Linked DNA regions of Gossypium hirsutum: region 1 is linked to region 2. A link is a contact called in public Hi-C data. All regions are on one chromosome and are shown on one strand. The core of a region is the stretch at or near the end of the contact, and the rest is flanking DNA. Distances in the headings are between cores, read along the strand shown. Region 1 holds the start of LOC107920122 (UDP-glycosyltransferase 13). Region 2 holds the start of LOC107919046 (xylan glycosyltransferase MUCI21).

What was found. A called contact is a pair of places that touch in the nucleus more often than the background predicts.
Region 1: a Hi-C map of leaf shows a contact between it and region 2, with 2.1 times the contacts expected there. The contact joins the promoter of LOC107920122 here to the promoter of LOC107919046 in region 2. A contact is called at or near these places in 2 of 34 Hi-C or Micro-C datasets (both in leaf).

The regions. Positions count from the first base shown.
Region 1 is chrD13:15,729,602-15,736,950 of Gossypium_hirsutum_v2.1, reverse strand. LOC107920122 (UDP-glycosyltransferase 13) reads left to right here and starts at 3,409. Exons shown (of 3, transcript XR_005922768.1): 1 at 3,409-6,144; 2 at 6,255-6,315; 3 at 6,558-6,959.
Region 2 is chrD13:15,572,600-15,579,974 of Gossypium_hirsutum_v2.1, reverse strand. It overlaps LOC107919046 (xylan glycosyltransferase MUCI21), which reads left to right and starts at 2,811. Exons shown (of 3, transcript XM_016848577.2): 1 at 2,811-2,894; 2 at 2,979-3,148; 3 at 4,604-5,962. The coding sequence starts at 2,983. The coding sequence ends at 5,853.

The DNA of each region.
Region 1 (7,349 bases), core at 2,160-4,659, 160 kb before region 2:
AAGTTAATTTACAAATCAGACAATTGGCCCAATGGGTAATTGAATTTGAAAATTAGACCTAAGATTGTAAATTGAGTTCGGGAGCCCAAAACCCAGATCAAGACCCAAAAACTGGTTAAACCGAGTTCGGTATGTGAAACCGGACCGACAATCCAACCGGTGGCTAGACCGGACCAACCGAGTCGTCATTGACCCGGACCGAACCAACTTGGGGTGTCGTAAGACTTGTTGATGGAGTAAGCAATTTGCTCTAACCAGTCCCATAAGATTTTGTGTTCTTGTTTGTCTGGAAAACCATAAACAAAAGTTACTAATACATTCATAGAGCCCCTGTTCTTCCCCAAACGACAATGAATAAACTGTGGATCATTTAGGATAATCTGAACCTGAATGCTATTTTTCCAACAAATCCATAAACCCCCCAGAAGAAAAACCTCTAGATTCAATTCTGTGAGAGCAATCCAACCCGATTTTAGCTATGGTTCCATCTGCCTTCATACCATTAACTCGAGTTTCAAGGAAAGTCGTAACATCAACATCAAACTCAGCAAAGTAATCTCTAACTACCCTAAAAAACTTTGGAGATGCACACCAATGACAGTTTCAAACAAAAATACTTGGTAACATCAAACATACGATAAAAAGAACATATGAAAACGACAGACCCACCTCAAGCATCGACAGTAGTCATTTCGCTAGAGCCCAGGTGCTCCCCTTGAGAATTATTAGTATCCGCAATCAGACCATCGGAGTTGATCCTATAAACAACTCTTGTCATTGCTTCAGCAACAGATTCACGACCTAAAGCCTTCACATTAAATTTACTACCTTTACCTCTAAAATTACGAGAACCTCTTCTTAGTCGTTTGTGGTCTTTAAATTTCAGCGAAGATGAGGAAGCCCCTGAAGACATACCACCTAAAGGAATATTGGGGTTTTGATTTTTAATGATTTTTTATAGCCGAGTGGAATTCCGGATTTAAAATCGTTACATCTAATTTTTCCAAAGGGGTAACAGAGGTGCCTTTTGGCTTGCTGATTTGGAGCTTCAAAACGATACACAGTGGGGCTAATACAAGAATTACTCAAAGACAACCCCCTATTATATGTTCCAATCTTCAAAAAAGGTGGGACTTCCTTTGGGCTTGTGTCACCCGTATTACCCGAAAGAGGAGATGGAGAAGAGACAACAGTACCCAAATTTGTCATCTTCTGAATTTCATTAAAATCAGTAGACTTGGGACTCATCTTGAACGGTCCACTAAGCCCTTGAATGCGGAGCCCAATAGAAGACGTAGCTACTACCTTGGAAGAAATAATGTCCTTCTTGAAAGAGACATTGGCGTTTGGGTCAGCTAGACCTAAAGCCCCATCTATTTTATCCTTCTCTAGGCCACAACCCATAATATCATCTTTAGCAGATAACACAGAATCACGGACGCCGATTGCCTGCACATCTCTCTCCTTATAGGTTGCCTCACCTTCGATTAAGGGGTTGTTACAAAAGGCAACCCTTTTTCCTTTCAAACTAGCTGAATTAGCGGGATTAGAATCCCCAATATTAATTTGGTTCCCATCCCTAAAATCATGCAGGATGTTAAAGCGCGTTCCCGTATGATCTGTTACTGTCCTTTCTTCCCGGCCAAATGCTGGTTTTCGACCCATTCTGTTGTTCTAGCAATTGACCACCATCCAAGGCCCAAACATATCCGATTCTTCCCTATTCTCAACCAGAATCGGGTCATCATAACTTCCTTGCTTCGTCGCTTGATCATGTCTGGGTGAAAACGAGCAAGAATCTCTTAAATGACCAAAACGCCCATACGAAAAACAAATGTTGGGAGAGACTCATACTCAACTTGTTGAATACGGCCATCCACCTTGATTTTAGAGACCAATGGCTTATTAAGATCAAGAAAAATCGCCATAGGAACAAATCGGCCCGTATGTGCATTACCCGTGTCATCGTCAAGTTTAATGACATGCCCAATTGTCTTCCCAATACTCATTAAAATACTCTTCCGGTACAAAAAGTCGGGGAGACCGGAAGATGTATCCAAGCAACTACATTAGATGGGTATGGTTGGCTAGTTGAGAAAGATTCCGACCAGGGTTGAACCTTTAAATACTGTTCAAAAATGATCCAAGGTCCTTCTGTGAGAGCCTGAATATAGTCTGATTCCTCCTGGAATTTTACCATGAAATAATCATTCTCCCAGATCCATGATTTTGAAGGGAGTAGAGGGTTTCCGCAGATGATAGATCTTATTCGAGAGTTTGGAACCCTATTTTCCTTCCCAATAGTTTGACCACGACCGTACGAGACATAGGTTGAGTTTGGACGTGCGATGAGTTTACTTGCATTAGTGTAAATATAGCGGTGGCGATGAGATTAAATACTGTAGTAATATTGTAGTGTGAGACAAAAAGTAAGCTAAACGCACCGCACCTAATCGCTCATCTAAACTCACCCATACTCTGATATAGTATCTGGTGAACCCTGTTAGAGAAACGAATAAAGGGTAGACCATCGTCTGTTCCCTTAGTCACATCATCATTAAGAAGCTGTAGATCATCCTTATCCTATTCATGCATACTATTCCCCATTCCCCTTGAGATCCCAAGCAACATATCTTTAAAAGACACACTTGAAGTAACAGGTTTCTCGAATCCATTGCGGTTGCCATCATCATCCACTACCATAAGATGGTCGTCCTCCCCCGCATCCTTACAACGCATACGAACTTTCTTAGTAACTTTGTCATCCAAAGAAGACAACGAAGAAGAAATCTCCATTCTTTATTTTTTATTGATACATATAGATGGTTTCTCCCTTGGTCAGCTTTTTTAGTTCAATTAATATATATATATTTGAACAAAGTTACAATTAATATATTAATTATATTAATATTTTCATAACCAATTACTATAAGAATTGAACTAATTAAATAATTTAAAGTTTTATAGTCTCAAATATATTTACACTATAATATTATATATTTTAATTGTTTTTGAATGGATATATTTTAATTTTTATATAAATAAATCATATATATTTTTTGAAGAAATCATATAAAATTGTACAATATAATTTTTTTTTTACAAAATTGTAAGGTCTTGATTATTGGAACAACTAATTTCTTTTATCCAAATTCATGTCCACAATTAATATATTTTTATCAAAACCTTATGAAAATATCAAATTTTTATTTGGTTGTTGTTTTATAACCACATTTAATCTATTGCAAAGTTTGCAACAGTGGTATTTACAACCCCCCAATGGACTAATCAAATTCTTTGGCTTTATTATGCATGTCGACATCCATTGTACATCAATCATCAGCATGAGCACATTATGTCCTCATGCAACAGTTTCTGTGTATTTAAAAGGGCAGAATGGAGTCATTGCAAAACCCAATCCATCCTAAAATTCTTAAACGCAGGAAGTCACCCACTTAGCCAAGATGGTTTACCCCAGAGGGGTGCCACCTAAGAACACAGGTCATCCCTTAACCAAATAGCTTGTGTTCTCAGGTCACCCCTTTGGGGTACATATATCTTCGCCTATTTTCTGGATTTGCAATGGAAGTACTTGTTTTTTCTTAACAAGTTCTTCAGATTTTAAACTGTCACTATCTTCTTAATTTGTGCAGTTTAAGCCGTTCTTCAATGATGACAATATTATGAGGTGGTAGTGGATATTTAAACTTCATCATGGCTGGGTCACCCTTCAAACTCGAAGTCATTTCAAAAAAGTAAAGATTTTAGACAAAAATATAAGTTTAGAAAATAGACTTGAACAAAAATAAGGTTTGTTTTCTAAACGAGCCTAGCCTTGAGTAGGATTTTTTTGCCTAAGCTCGGCCCAGCTCGACTCAATGTTTTATTGTTGATTCATTACAGTTTTGTTGTCATTTCGTTGTTGTTTTACTACTAATTTGTTATTATATTATTACTATTTTGTTGTTATTGTTTGGATATTATATAATCTTTATTTTATCATTACTTTTGCTACTATTTTAGACACATTTACTTGCTAAGTTGCAACTTGTTATTCAAGTATAAAAACTTTTCTTAATATATTTTTAATTTGTTAGAAAATATTTATTTTAATATTTTTAGTTGATTTAATGTATTATATTTTTTAAATTTATTTCTGTATAAAAATAATTTAAAAAAGTTAATACGAATAAGTCAAATCACTTTCGTGTTTAATATTTTTAATTTAAACTAAATTTAGACAAAATTTTAAATTCAAAACAAGGTACTAAAAAAACTTAAAATTTTAAGTGGATCTAGCCTGACCTGACCAGCAAATCTAGAAACATTAGTAATCTCAAGGAGAAAAGCTCTTTTCACATTATTTTCTTCATCACTTCACTTAAAACTCGAGAACTTTAAGAAAACATCAAGCTCGGTCAGCAGGACTTAGTGCTATTGCTTCTTTATTTTATTCCCCTTTCAACTACTCTGAGCCTCTCATGAGATAACACTCAGACCTACCATTCTTGCCTGTCTTAATTTCATCAATAATTACATATAGGTACAAGAAAAATGAGCATTGGGACTAGTGTGGAGACCAGCAGAACCAATTCAAGCCAAAATACTGACAGTTGTCTCAGACATAAAAAGGTGCTTCACAAGTACAGACTTAAATCTTTACCTATATTTCATACCTAATCCTGGTGGGATTAGGTTTACATCCCCAACTACCAAACTCCACAGCTTATGAAAGCCTAGATCTTCCTTCACCCATTTTGTCTACTCATTTGGGTTGGTTTCAAGTCTTTAGCTAACAATGTCAAGCTCTGATGGTAATCTTCATGTTGCTTTGCTCCCAAGCTCAGGCATGGGTCATCTGCTACCTTACCTTAGACTTGCTGCCTCACTCATCCACCACCAATGGTCACTCACTTTAATCACCACTCACCCTATTGTTTCTTCAGCTGAATCTCAGCTCATCTCCACTTTCCTATCCGCTTTCCCACAAATCACCCAAAAGAAGTTTCACACCATCCCTCTAGATCCCGTGGCTGCTAACATCACTGACCCTTTTCAACTCCAATGGGAAACCATTCGCCAATCAGCTCACCTGCTTTCCCCTCTCATCTCCACCACTCTCGTTCATCATCACTGATGTGACATTGATGTCATCTGTGATTTCAGTCACTGCAAAGCTATGTCTCCCTAACTACATCCTCTTCACTTCATCAGCTAGAATGTTGTCCCTTTTCTCCTGTTTCCCTTCCATTCCTTCATCGATTCCCAAGGAGTCACTTCCTCCAATACTTTTGGACTCAAACAGCTCCTTCACAAAGAATTTCTCAGACGACAGTGGAAGCCTCAAGCATTTCAATGGAGTTTTGATCAATTCTTTTGAAGAACTTGAAAAAGAACCACTGGAGATGCTTGCTAGTGGAAATTTAACAAAAGGGTTGCCTCCAGTTTTCCCTCTCGGCCCTTTCCTGCCCTTGGAAGTGGAAAGGATATCTTTATTCGCACCATTGAAGTGGCTGGAGAATCAAGAGGAAAGTTCAGTGGTTTATGTCAGCTTTGGGAGTAGGACAGCAATGTCAAAAGAGCAAATAAGAGAGCTAGGCTATGGCTTAGTACTGAGTGGACGTAAATTTTTGTGGGTGGTGAAGAGTAAAGTGGTTGACAAAGAAGAAGAAGAAGGTTTAGATGAGATCCTTGGACACCGTTTGATGAAAAAGATTGAGAATAATGGATTGGTTGTAAAAGAATGGGTGGACCAATGGCAGATACTGAGTCAAAAAGCTGTTGGTGGGTTCATAAGCCATTGTGGATGGAACTCGGTGGTGGAGGCAGCTTGGCATGGGATACCAGTCCTCGGATGGCCACAACAAGGGGACCAAATGATCAATGCTGAGGTGATAGAGGCAGGTGGATGGGGGCTTTGTATGAAGAGCTGGGGGTGGGGATCGAACCATTTGGTGAAGGGTGTGGAGATTGGGGACAAAATCAAGGACCTGATGGGGAACCAAAGGATGAAAATGGAATGTGCAAGGATCAGTGAAGTGGCAAAGCAAAGGTCAAAGGCTGGTGAGGGTTGTGAGAATATGCTGAAGACACTGTTCCAGAGCTTGAAGAAGAGCTGAAGAAGGGAATTTTGTATAAGGACTGGTTAGTTAATTGATTATCTGTTGAATTTTGCTGTTTTAAGATGAATAAGTAAAACACTTCTTCATTCCTATTGAAATTTATGTTTGTTCTGCAAGTGTGGAAATTTCCAGGAATAAGCAAGAACTTCAAGACAAAGTTACTGTGTGGTGGGAGCAGAGTGGATTAATAAAGGTCTAATTTTATAGAGTTTAATTTGTAAATGATAATTGTAATAGCCCAATTTGCCCGGGCCATTCAAAATAAGCAAAAAAAAACAAAACAAAAATAATAAACAATAATTAAATGTCCACAGTCCAAATACTTGGGCCCAAACCGTTTTAACTTAAATTATCTAAATTTAACCTAACCCCAAGTCCAAATACTAAACCCAATTGGCCCAAACGCTAAACCCAATTAACCTAACTAATGTGCAGAAACAGGAAACCCTAACAAACTTGTGTGCCGCTCCTCACTCGCACAGCAGCTAGCCGCACGCCACCACCACCGCGCCACGTTGGTTCCCGTACCGCCAGCTGGACTCTTCCGTACCTGCAGTGAGGACAAACGAACACAGGCTTTGCCTTCGCACGTACGCCACCGCCACACACCACGCCCCCACCGTGCCACGTCACCGTACGGTCGTACCTGCAAATAGAGCAATCAACGCAACAGAAAAGAAAAAAATTGTATTTTTCATATTCATTTTTTTTCTCGGCCTATAAAACAAAAGGCGAGACCTTTGTAATCTTTTTACGGACGCATGCAATATCAATGTACACAAAAAAGAATAAAAAAAGACTGAGTTTTTTAAGGGGATTCTTCAAAGTTTTCCTTTCTTTTTTTTTCTTTCTGTCATTCGGTTCTTTTTCTGATTCATATTTCTTTGCTTTTTCCTTTTTTATCAAACATATATAAGAATAGATATAGAATAAAAAGGGAGAAGATACCTTTAAACAGCGCCATTGGATCTTCGCTCTCTCTGTTGCCGTCGGAGTCTGGGTAGAGATTAATCGGCATTCGGATGGCCAGATTTTTAAGGGGTGAACGGCTAGTGTAACACCCCCAGCTCAAGTCCATCGTTGGATTAGAGTTACGAGGCATTACAGATCAAAACCCAACTCAAATTTTTTTTTATAAATTATACTAACTCAACCACGAAATTTCATTCCATATATATATACATAAATATATAAACACATAACCAATTAAAATCAAACATGCATCAT
Region 2 (7,375 bases), core at 1,562-4,061:
TTAAGCGCGACAAGATATAGTCGTATATGGTGTTTTGGTGTTAACTATGGAGAGAATTTTGTTCCTAAGTTAGGGTTTTATTTTCAAGGTTTGGGTATTACGTATTGTACATTTAAGTTTATTTTCTCCATATTGTACTCTTATTTAGTGAAAAGACAATACCTCTTTTTCTCGTGGTTTTTCCCTCCTTGAGGGCCTTCCACGTAGAATATTTGTACTCATTCTTCTTCATTTTTACTATCTTATTGTTTATATCCCCAACATTGTTCTAAACTTTTGAAAGCTATGGATTTCAAGCAAAATTTAGATATTCATTAATTTTTTTAGTACAACAATGATTCAAATTCAAACTATTCCCAAAAAGAGAAACAAGCATACTAATAAACCACAACTTAAAATTATTAGACATCCATTATTAAGTAAGAATAAAGTTAAGTATAATCAACATTCCTCTTTAATATAAAATATCATAATTATTTGCAAACTTAAATTTTTCTTGTCACAATAAAAGAATAATTTTAATGATGTAAAATTGAATTGAATGGACTGTCCAAATCATTTCAATTGAAAATTAGAGATTTATTCGATACGATGCTATTCAAAGAATACATAAAACCCAAGAAAATGAAAAATACCCCTTTTCTTCTTCTTTTTTTATAATATTATGAGAATAAAAAAATCACCTAAACAAACCGAGTTATTCGAATTAATCGAGTTGTTTGAGTTAACTTGAATTTTTTCGAATTTCGAGGTCGTATCAAGTTTGATTTTTGACTTCGAATAATTTGAATAAATCGAATTAATCAAGTTTGATTTTTACCCCAAACTCCCAAACCTCTTTACTTTCCATTCAAAACTTTTACTCCCTCTCACTTTTCCTCCAAACCTTTTACTCTCCTCTCATCCCCCTCCCCCTTTTTTTTAATATATCCCCCAAATTTTACTCCCTCGTTTACTTCCCCCAAAATTTTACTCATTCAACCCCCAAAACTTTTTTTTTCTCTAAACTTTTACTTCTCACCCTTTACCCTCAAATCAAAAATTAAAACCATCCAACAAAATCTCTAAACCTAAACAGTAATAATTTTATTTCTATCTACAATTTATATTATTAAATTAAATTTCGCATTTTAGACTATTTATATTATTGAATTGTTTAATCATATTGAAGCTTTATAAATTTTTGTTAAAATTGAATTATTGATGATGCCATAAAATATTCGTGTTAAATTTTTATGTTGGTATTAATTTGACATTTTATCTTTAAGATAACTTTTATTAAAAAATCACATTTTTTACATTTAATATATTTTTTAATTTCAAAATACATAGTGACAAGAATAAGAAGATAATTGAAGCAACTAAGTAAGCAAAGAAGCTAACCCGTATATAAAAGATTAATAAATAAATTATGGGGGATGAAAATTAATAACAAATTTGATTATGGTGGGCGTCAGTAATTACAAGGACCCAAAATCTTTTTTTTTTAATTTAACTCGAACAAATATATTTGATTCGATTCGATTGGAATTCCATCTCACTGGACTCGATTCGAGAAAATTTCAAATCGAGTTAGGATGATAAAATAAGATTTGCCAACTCAATTAATTCAAAATTTTTTCATTCGATTCGATTCGACCGAAGACTCACCCCTAGATTTAATAACTATTCAAGTAAGTGTGTTACATTAATTTTAATTGAAGTGTTGTATTTTTGACTTTTAACTTGATTATTAATGTAATAATATAATGTAATAATATAAGAAAAAATTCAGAACATTTATGTTCTGACATAAAATAAATAAAGAATAATTATTATAAAATTAAAATATGTGATTAAAATAAGTAAAAACAATCACAAAAAGTAAGATAAGGGGAAAATTTTCCCTCTTTGTGAATGATTAAAAATTACAAGTTATAATTAGTTTGTAGCTAAATAATAATTAAAATATGTGAAAAAATTTAATACTTTAATCAAACGTAACATTACATGACTAAGTTAGGCCATGAAAATTGAAAGCATCCCACTATGATGTGACCTTACTATAAAAGAAATGTAATAAATTATAGTTATTCTATGTCAGACAAAAGGAGAAAAAATTGGCTTTTAGACTGGCCAACTTGGTGTCTTGGTCATTTTCAACACATTGAGAATTGGAGGCAATCAACCAATAGTGGAGATTCATATTTGGCTTCATTTTATATCTAGTAGTTTTGCCACAAATGTCTTTATCTTAGGTTCTTCATAGATGATTGCTTTTGAGGTACTGTCAAATAGCCCATAGTTGAATGGACATTGCCCAATTGAGAAGTATATGGGCTCATAAGAAGGTCAATTGAAAATGTAGCAGGCCGTTTATATATGCATACTTACATCTTACCTAATTAAAACATCCAATCTAATTTTTTTAATTAAATTTATGCTTTTTAATACAGTCCCTAAATTTTTTATTTTTAAATAAATTTCACAAGACAAGGGATGCATGGGAAAGCGGATGGCCCTCTACATACTAATCACTACCAAAATTTCAAACTGAATTAAAATATCGTTAACTTGATTCAACCCAATTTCATTCATCAATGACGAGATTTTTCAAAATCCATTAATATGTATTAAATATTAACTTCTTTATTTTCCAATCATAATAGAGGAAATATATACTATATATACTCATAATTGAATGAGTGTGTGGCATGCCATAATAAATAATATATAAATTCAAATAATTAAAAATAAAAAAAAAGGTAGGTAACTAAGTCCAAAATTGATGGGCTTATTTAAGATTCCCTCCCTTCATCGTAAAACAAGTTCCCAAATACAAGGCATCGATTACACCTTAAATAAACCCAAATCATTTCTTCCATTCTTTCATTTCTTTTCAAACACTAACATAGGTACAGTTTTCTTCACCACTTATATATATAGGTTGAATATTTTTATGGCATTGCATTGAAAGGATTTTGGCGCTTTTTGGTTAGGGCGATGAAGAAGATACTTGGGAGCTCGAGAGCCGCCATTGCGACCACCCTTTTTTGCTTACTGTTGTTGTGGTTTCATACGATGAGCCTCAGCATGTCGTCGATTTCCAGGATAAACAACATCATTGCAGCCACGTCCTCCCCCACCGATACCTTCAACAATAATCAAGGTACCATAAAATTAAAACTTCATAATCCTTGTTGAGAAATGTAAATGAAATTTCTGAGCGATTCAAGTTTGATTTGAAAATGAGTTTGAATTCAATTTGGTGAATAAGCTAAAATCAAATGTTTTAATATTTTTGATAAAATTATTATTGTGTTAGAGTTTAGGGATTGAGAGCTGTATGAAGAAAATACATATTGATATTTACCCCTTAAAAATACCGATGATATAAGCCAAGGTTAAGTAAGCGGAAGTGTAGGAGTTCAAAATTGGTTTGAAGGTTAGATAATGAAATTTAACCGAGTTGATCACCATTCAAACTCCATTATATTTGATGCCTGGCTGGATTGCTGTTTCTAGTTCTACCAACCGCACAAGCTTCCATATCCTTTGACCTCTTCACCTCTTTGCATTATTGCATTAATTTATGCTCTGTTTGTTGGGATGCTTAATATATCACTAACAACTGCCCACATCCATTTACAAAACTACTTTTGATTTTAATCTCCAAACATACCTTTTTATTACACTCATTAATCAAGTATTTATAACAATTTAAATTTATGCTGTTATTTTTTTAATAAATTAACATTTTAGATAAAACATAAAATTATTTTCTAAACAGTAAAATGCATTATTCATGGGTTAGGTTAGTTGCCCAAACCCAAAAGTCTGCTCAAAATTTAAGAGAGTTTACACAAAAATATTAGGCCCGAAAAATATATTTGGGAAAAAAAATAAGGCATCGCTTAAAATGTGGGTTGGAATCGGGCTCAAATATTTGAGGCCCGAGCCTGGTCCGTTTTTAAATATGTTATGTTATTTTTATATATTATGTAATTTATAATACAAAAATTAAATCTAGAGTAGTACATAATACTAGTATGACATAAACATTAAAAATTGTTAAGGTGACTATATATAAAATTTTAATAAAAAATGAAATTTTTAAAAATAATATGGGCAGACTTAAAATGGGTTGGAATTAGCCATTTACAAATATAAGTGAGTTTGGGCAAAATTTTAAGCTAATATTTCAGAACAGACCAAACTTGAGCAAATATAAAGTATGTTAATATCGTGCACTGACTCAACCCATAACACCTCTATTTGGCTGGATTAGAACGAATCCAAACTTAAAATTTTTTAAAATTAATCTATAATATTATGGTTTAACCCCGTCTCATAAATAACCCTAGTATAAAATTTACTAGCCCATAACTTTTCAAATTTACAAGATCAAAATCAAGTAATAAATATGGGTTAATGGTTTCAAGCTTGGGAAAATTTGTAATTTAATTAATTTAAAATTTCAATAAAAAAATGTAGTTGGCAAGTACTTGTTAAAGAATATTTTTTGTTACTAATAACATATCATTGGCCAACATATTTGCATTTTACTAATACAAATTATTTTTTTATTTGTATTATTCGTCAACTCTTTATTCCTTCGCAACAGAAACACGTGTTCAAATACGAACTGTGGCAAGTCAGCAGAACCACCAACTTCTTCCACATGGCGTTCTTCCAATGAGTTACCAATTCAGCTGCAACCGTACCTATCTTCGCTATGATCTCTGCACGATCGACGGCTTGACTGTCTTGGACCCCACAACCTCTACATTCTTTACCATGGACCCCACTAGCCCCGTCCACGTGGAGAAAATCAGGCCCTACCCAAGAAAATACGAAGACTACATCATGGGCCAAATCAAAGAGCTTAATCTAGTATCGGGCCCATCAAGCCCACAATGCACGATCCGGCACGAGTCTCCGGCCATTGTATTCAGTGCGGGAGGGTACACTGGAAACTTATTCCATGCTTTCAATGATGGATTGATCCCCCTCTTCATCACCGCAAGCTCCTTCTACCCTGACGGTGATTTCATCATCGTGGTCTCGGAGTTCCATGATTGGTGGCAAAGTAAGTATGCAGAAATACTTAAGGTTCTTAGCAAACACCCGATTGTTGCCCTCGAAAAGGATAACGCCACTCACTGTTTTCCTTCAGCCACTCTAGGGCTCATAGCACATGGTTTCATGACTATAGACCCAACGCTAATCCCAACCTCAAAAACACTGATGCATTTCCGGGATCTCCTAGAAAAAGCCTATACCCAAAATCCTATTCTACCCTCTCCTCCCCTTGATCCAAAACCCGAACGCCGGCCACGCCTCGTTTTAACATGTCGAGGCAACGATGTGTCATCACGAAGGATACTAAATCAAGATGAAGTGATTCAAGTAATGAAAGAAATAGGGTTCGACGTTATCGTGTTCCAACCAAACCGTTACACATCCCTTAGCGAGGCATATGCAATGTTGAATTCAAGTCACGTGATGGTTGGAGTGCACGGCGCGGCCCTCACGCATGCATTGTTCCTTCGGCCAAGGTCAGTGTTCATGCAAGTGGTACCGATCGGGACTGAATGGGCAGCAGATGCGTTTTACGGGAGAATAGCTAAAGGGTTAAATGTGAATTACTTGGAATATAAAATAAGGGTCGAAGAAAGTAGCTTAATGGAAAAGTATGGGAAAGATAATGTGTTGTTAAAAGATCCATCAGCAGTTCAAAAGAAAGGGTGGCCAACTGAGATAATGGACATTTATTTGAAGCAACAAAATGTGAAGCTTGATTTGGTAAGGTTTAGAAAAAGCTTGAAGAGTGCTTATTTAATGGCAAAGAAGTTTATGCATAAGGAAAGATAGTTCATTCTTTTATCATAGAGATCCAATTATAGGAGAACACCATTTGTGTTTATATGCAAAGTTTGTATTTTGATCTCAATTTGTGTTAATTTTGCGTTCATTGACGACAGCTTGTATATGCTTCCGTTTTTATTTTGAAATTTTATGTCTTTTTTTTTTAATTTTTAAGATTATAACCAAATTGACAAAAAATGTAAACATTGAAGGGGAAATTTGTTGAACTTTTTAGAATAGGACCCAATTGACATATTACGTAAATTGTTAAGGGCTAAAACTATTATAATACCAATCAAATAAGGCTACATCAACATTTCATTTGGTGACTAAAGGTATTTTAATGAGGAGTGGCTAAAACAAGAAATTTAACAAATAGAAGTGACTAAAACATGAAATTCAACTAACTAGAGTGACTAAAATAATAAATTTTTAAAATGGGTGATCAAAATAGGAACACGGATAAACTCGGGTGACTATTTGAGTACCTATGTATCATTATTGAATTATTGATACGGGCAAGGATGGGTTTTTATTTTTTGGTTAAAATGTATAATTATAAATTTAGTCCCCTTTTAATTTTATTCTTTTAATCTCTTTGTTAAATAGTTCAATTTAGTTCTTTTTAACCTCTTTGTCAACACAAATTTTCTAAATTATACAAAGTTCAATTAAAATATTATATTGTATTAAATGAATTTTGTTCAAATTCATCTAATTATATATCCAAATTCTTTCTAAACTTAACCTTAAAATGATTTTTGTTAACTATTAATTGTTTTGAATTTTATTAAATATTTTTATAAATTTTAATAATGTTTTAAAACTTTATATATATTTTTTAAAATAAATCTTTTTATAATTAAAAAAAAAACTACGTTTCAACCTAGACACTATCTAAGCTCATTCCAAAAAAAAAAGATATTTTTTTTAAAATGATTTTTTTGGCTAATGTGGCAGTTGTTGTGATGCTGTCACATCATCAACTGTCCACGTCAACATTATTTACAGCCACGTCAGTAAGATAACGCTGAAAGATTATTAAAGAGCATTTTAAATGAAATATAAAAACACTTGATTGAGTGTAAAAAATTACGAGAGTTTAATTATTATTTTTTGAAATAATTCGAGGACTATCTAAGGGTGAATTTAGATGTACAATGCGTTTACCTGCGGTTAGTGTAAAAACAGCAGTGGCGATGAGATTAGATACTGTAGTGATACTATAGCGTGAGACAAAACATAAGCTAAACGTACCGCACCGCACTGCACCCAATCGCCCATCCAAACCCACCCTAAATCTTTTTTCAAAAAAATAAATATTTTACTTCAATATATTTTACAAATTTAATTCTAATAAAAAAATTAGTAAAAAAATCAAGAATTGTAAAAGTTAACCTAAGAGAAACTAACATAATTGAATTCTTAACTATTTTTAGCATATCAAAATATCTACACTGCTATGTACATAAAAGGAAAACATTTACTTTTAAAAAAAAAGAAAGTATTTATTAAGGGCTTCAAATTA